Linked DNA regions of Hordeum vulgare: region 1 is linked to region 2. A link is a contact called in public Hi-C data. All regions are on one chromosome and are shown on one strand. The core of a region is the stretch at or near the end of the contact, and the rest is flanking DNA. Distances in the headings are between cores, read along the strand shown.

Evidence for each region. Hi-C and Micro-C count contacts between places; a contact is called where the count stands out from the background.
Region 1: a contact with region 2 is called in a Hi-C map of seedling, with 3 times the contacts expected there. The contact joins the promoter of LOC123441905 here to the promoter of LOC123441884 in region 2. A contact is called at or near these places in 1 of 6 Hi-C or Micro-C datasets (seedling) and 1 of 1 datasets of contacts at active chromatin or transcription factors (embryo).

Annotation. Positions count from the first base shown.
Region 1 is chr1H:419,831,131-419,833,830 of MorexV3_pseudomolecules_assembly, reverse strand. LOC123441905 (PTI1-like tyrosine-protein kinase 2) reads left to right here and starts at 1,336. Exons shown (of 6, transcript XM_045118083.1): 1 at 1,336-2,049; 2 at 2,146-2,393. The coding sequence starts at 1,689.
Region 2 is chr1H:419,474,396-419,477,095 of MorexV3_pseudomolecules_assembly, reverse strand. It overlaps LOC123441884 (endo-1,3;1,4-beta-D-glucanase-like), which reads left to right and starts at 1,450. Exons shown (of 7, transcript XM_045118071.1): 1 at 1,450-1,799; 2 at 1,896-1,917; 3 at 2,309-2,435. The coding sequence starts at 1,649.

The sequences.
Region 1 (2,700 bases), core at 87-2,586, 360 kb before region 2:
TACCTGAAAATTATGTTATGGATGGGAAGTAGCTAGGGACTTTATTTCTTGTGAAGATAGGAATGATTTGAAGAAACTACTATGCAAACTAAAAGAAAAATCTATAATAAAAAAATGAAACATGATCGTAAATTTACCACTTCTCCTATATTTGTCACTGATAAGGACTATGAATTCTTTATGGAACCTGAATTGACTCGTATAGTAGAGTCGGATCCTTTTCATGGTTATGAAAATAAAAAAATTATCGAACACCTCATGAAACTGAATTATATTGCTGCTTTGTTTACTAATGATGAAAAGATACGTTACTTTGCACGTCTAAATTTTATATCATTGATATTACACGAAGATTCGTATAAATATTTTCTTTCAATTTTTTTATGCTTGCGGGGAAGAAACAGGGTTTAGGAATCACGGGAAAGAAGCGCACAATGTTATATCGTTGATCTTTCCCGAACTGGTTATGCGCAGCTAGAGTTCGGGAAAGAAGCGGAAGTGCCAATTCCGTCTCTCGCGCTTTCATTGGTTCCTAACACTACGTTAGAAGGACATGTACTGGCACGGGATGGGTAAAGTGATATAATAATAATGCCAGTAACAGTAGTCCAAAAAAAGAACATTAGTACGTGAAAATGTTAGACCTACTAAAGCCTACAAAGTTTACTAAACCTTTTAACTAATCTAAACATGCCTTTCCTGATTTTTAGGGATGGATGAGCCTCATCCTTCTCTTAATTTAATTAATTATTGCCAAGTCAGGCTATCACATAAACGTATGTAAACGTTTACATAGACGTAGCATTGCTCATTAGTACGTGACGAAGGCAGTCGCGTGAGTTATTTGTTGGAAGCAGGCGCGGCATTTGTTGGCGCATGCATGGAAAGCGTACACCACGTCCGAGACGGAGGGTTCGGTGGATGGATCTACGCAGCGAAATCGCTACGGATATGCGCGGCTCATCTCTGTCATCAACCTTGTCTGCTTCCCGAACCGAACCTCGGGGCGGTAAAACCCAATCTACCTCGCGAGAGACGTTAAACCTACGATGATGCGACGAGACCAGGCCAGCTCACGTGTGCGATGCACATACCCTGGCGGTACTGCTACGAATACGATACGGCCCCCTGACCTGACCATCAGAAGAGGCAACTTCTAGACGTCAGACGTCCGTATTACGGCAGAGTTAATAAGCGCGGCCGCCGGGACCAGCCAGCGCCCTTTGCCACCTTCGCCCGCAGGGCTGCTTCCCGTGCGTGCGCGCGCGCGCGCAACGCGAGACGCAACCAAACGACGCTCACGAGCCGGGAATTTAACGGTGGCCGCATGTGATGTGCGCCGTGCCCGGTCCTCTTCCTTTTCGGCGCCTTGCCCGCCCGCACGCATCTACCGCCCCCCGTCCACATCGGCCGCACCGGCGTTTGGCCCGGCGAGCTACCGGGCTGTTGCAGGCTGCGCAGGGAATGCAAAGCAAAAGTACTGCTGGGCAACATTCAGTTCAGGTAGTAGTAGATTCAGAGGACACCCCACCCTACGCTCTTCTCGCGCGCCCCTCGTCTCCTATAATATCTCCCTCCGCGGGTACGCTACACACCCTTTATCTCCCTGTACACCGCTCCACCACTTGCTGCAGCTGCCGAGTGCTCTGCTACTCGGTGCTCACCCGGCCAGCCATCCTCGGGCCGGGATGGCAGGCGTGTCAGCGTTCAGCCCCTCGCCGCCGGCCCCGTCTCCGCTCGCCGCCGCCGACGTCGCCGCCGACGCGCTCCTCGCGCCTTGGCCCCTGTCGCCCTGGCCGGCGCCTCTGCGGCGCGGCGGTGACGACGGCCGCTCCAACCCTCTCTTCGCCATACTGCCGCTCTCGGCGCTGGCCATAGGGCTCGTGCTGCTCGTGGCCGTGGCGGTCATCCTGGTGCTGACCCGCCGGGCGAAGCTCAGGCTGGTGGCCGCCGGGGACAGCGTGGACGGCGACAAGCCGGGCGCGCCGGCGTCCAGCTGCGGCAGCAGCGTCCGCGGCTACCAAAATGGCAGGTGCTACGCCGCCACAGGTAAGCGTGCGCGCTCGCTCGCTCGCTCGCTTGACCAATGCAGCACTACTCCACTGTGGTGCTGATAACTGGTTTGGGTGGTGTGGCACGGCGCAGGGTGCATATACGGCGGGCGGCTGGGGCCGCTGGGGCTGGCGGTGGTGCAGCCGCGGAGCAGGGGGGCGCAGGTGTTCACGTACAGGGAGCTGGAGCGCGCCACGGACGGGTTCGGCGAGGGCAACGTGCTGGGTCGGGGCGCGTACGGCGTCGTCTTCCGCGGCCGCCTCGGCGACGGCACACCGGCCGCCGTCAAGCGCCTGCAGCTCGACCCCCGCCGCCAGGGCGAGCGCGAGTTCCGCGTCCAGGTAATCTCTTCAACCCGCACATGCGTATCCCACATCTATCGGCTCACGTCTCATGCCCATGTCCATGTCCATGTCCATGTCCATGTGCGCACGCCGCCTTTGTTTCGCGTACCAACCTTAAGTTTAGTTTCTACACGCAACGCGACTGATCCATCACCAGCAGCAGGAGCAGCAGCAGGAGCAGGGAGGGGGTGGTTCGTTGGATTGGAGTACGTGGTTGTTGCTGCTGTTCGTTGTCGATGAGCGGCTGGGACTGGGATGGATCGTGCGTGCACGGGTGGATCGGGGGAGGTTGTGGCACGCGTAC
Region 2 (2,700 bases), core at 201-2,700:
CTTGATCCTATCTTGCAAGTTATAGACACCTATTATGAGTTATGATCTGCATCCCCCAGGGTGACAATAAGTGGGATTGTTTCCGGTGATTACCGTAGTTTGAGGAGTTCATGTATTCACTAATTGCTAATGCTTTGGTCCGGTTCTTTATTAAAAGAATGCCTTAATATCCCTTAGTTTCCATTAGGACCCCGCTGCCACGGGAGGGTAGGACAAAAGATGTCATGCAAGTTCTTTTTCATAAGCACATATGACTAAATATGGAATACTTGCCTACATTACATTGATGAATTGGAGCTAGTTCTGTATCATCCTATGTTATGACTGTTGCATGATGAATGCCATCCGATATAATTATCCATGACTGATCCATTGCCTACGAGCTTTCCACATATTGGTCTTTGCTAAGTTACTTTTCCGTTGCTATTGTTACAATCACTACGAAACTGGTACTCTCACGTTTTCCACCGTTACCATTACTTCCATACTACTTTGCTACTAAATATTTTGCTGCAAATATTAAGTCTTTCAGGTGTGATTGAATTGACAACTCAACTACTAATACTCGAGAATATTCTTTGGCTCCCCTTGAGTCGAATCAATAAATTTGGGTTGAATACTCTACCCTCAAAAACTGTTGCGATCCCCTATATTTGTGGGTTATCAACGCCCGCTGCCGAACGGTTGCAAGCTTCGATAGAGCAATGCATCGCCGACGTCAAGAGCAGTGCTGCCAGGAGGGAGGAGAAATCCGACATTTGGTGGCCGACGTTGATGATCAACGTTGTCGCGAAGAAAAGGAACACTGACCTGGCGTACTTGATGGGGGCAGACACGTCGACGATGGAAGGGCACGTGAAGGTGTGGTACCTCGTGGAGCGCGACTTCATCTTAAGCTAGATGCCCGTGCCGGCGGCGACCACGACCACATCACCAACGACGACGCCCAGTCCGAATGCAGTAACCACGTCGACGACGAGCCGGACTACGTCGACGACGACCCAAACCAGTCCCACGGCAGAGGAGTCGCGCCATGCCGAGCCGGCCGTTTGATTCGTTTCACCCTTATTATCCCTTCATTCCGATCGCCGAACTATTAGAGTATGCTGATCCCCGACTTGTGGCATGATGATCGTCGAGGAACTATGACATACTGATCGTCGACTTGTGGCATGATGATCGTCGAACTCGTGACGTCTCTTTTAACAGCGAGAAAGACGAATTTAAAAAGTTGATGTCACGAAAAAAGCGCTGAGGCAACGTCAAAAAGGCACCCGGGCCAACTGCGTGGAGATGCTCTTAATTCACAGCGTGTCCCATTTCTCCACGACTGGCGCCGGCGGCAGGCAGGCCTGGCCGGTCGCTACCGCCACAGGACAGAAAGCAAAGCAACAAACGAAATCAGTGTTGGGTCAGCAGTGAGGTCACCCTGCCTGCCCTGGTGCGCGGCCTCGATACCGCCAAGTAAACAAAAAAGTCTCCACTGCACGAGCAGATTCGGAACGACTCGCCGTCAAAGCGTTCCGCTGTCCTCGGGTCGCTGCGCTGCCGTCGCCTGGTCCTCCTCCTCCTCCTCAGCTCAGTCGGCTGGTCTCGTATCCCTCCCAGCCCCAGTCCCCAGGAACCAGCGGCCTCGGCACTCGGCAGGATGGCTACCCCGCAGTGCTGCGCGGACCCGCCGACGCTCAACCCCGCCGGCGGCGAGGGCAAGGTCGTGGACAGCTTCGGCGGGATCACGGCGTACGTCTCCGGCGCCCGAGAGTCCAAGGCCGCCGTCGTCCTCATCTCCGACGTCTTCGGTAATCCCCCCATCGACCAGAACTCTTATCTTTTCATAACCCGGATTCTCCTCTGCTGGGGAGTAGTTAACAGTGCTTCATGTCTCCCCCCTGCAGGGTTTGAAGCGCCGAATCTGAGGTATACGTTTTTTTTTGCTCTCTGACACATCACGAGCTCTGTTTTGCACCTGCATCTTTTGGTTTAGCAGCGACATGCCTGTAGAGTCCGCAGAGTGCTGTCCTGTTCGTCATGCGGTAGTAGTGAGTTGTGACCGTATTGCCTTTCCCATGCCGTTTTTTCTTCTGTCAAGTTGTGCATATTGTTCAGAAATTGGCAATTTAGTCCCCTGACTCTCTGAAGCCTTCTTCTAATAATAATTCATGGTGGGATTTTAACCTGTCTGTTAAATCTTGAATAGTTAGTCGAATTCTTGTTTTATGAATGATGGCCTTCGCCCTCTACTTTGCTTTGTCGCAACCAACAAGTGTCAGCTATGAAGGAGTTCTGATGTAGTCCTTTCCTCATGAAGGAAGATAGCCGATAAAGTCGCTTCGTCTGGATATTTAGTTGTGGTGCCAGATTTCTTACATGGGGATCCATATGTACCTGAAAACGCCGACAGACCAATACAAGTGTGGTTAAAGGAGCATGCCCCGGTTTGTTGTCTCCTGATTCCCTCAAACCTTGTTCCTTTTATTTTCTTGTAAATGTTCGGGTCACCTTGCTTTAATTTATGTTAAGGTATATGTTCCAAAAGCTTTCCAGTTTGGATCACATGCAATTGCTGGCCTTGGTACTTTGATTCAGACAGTGTTAACTAAAGTGACCAAGGGTGGGATGTGATGACAAAACCAATAGGTCCTAACCTAACAGCACGTATATGGCAGCTTGATATGACATTGTAAGAATATATGTAGGCCC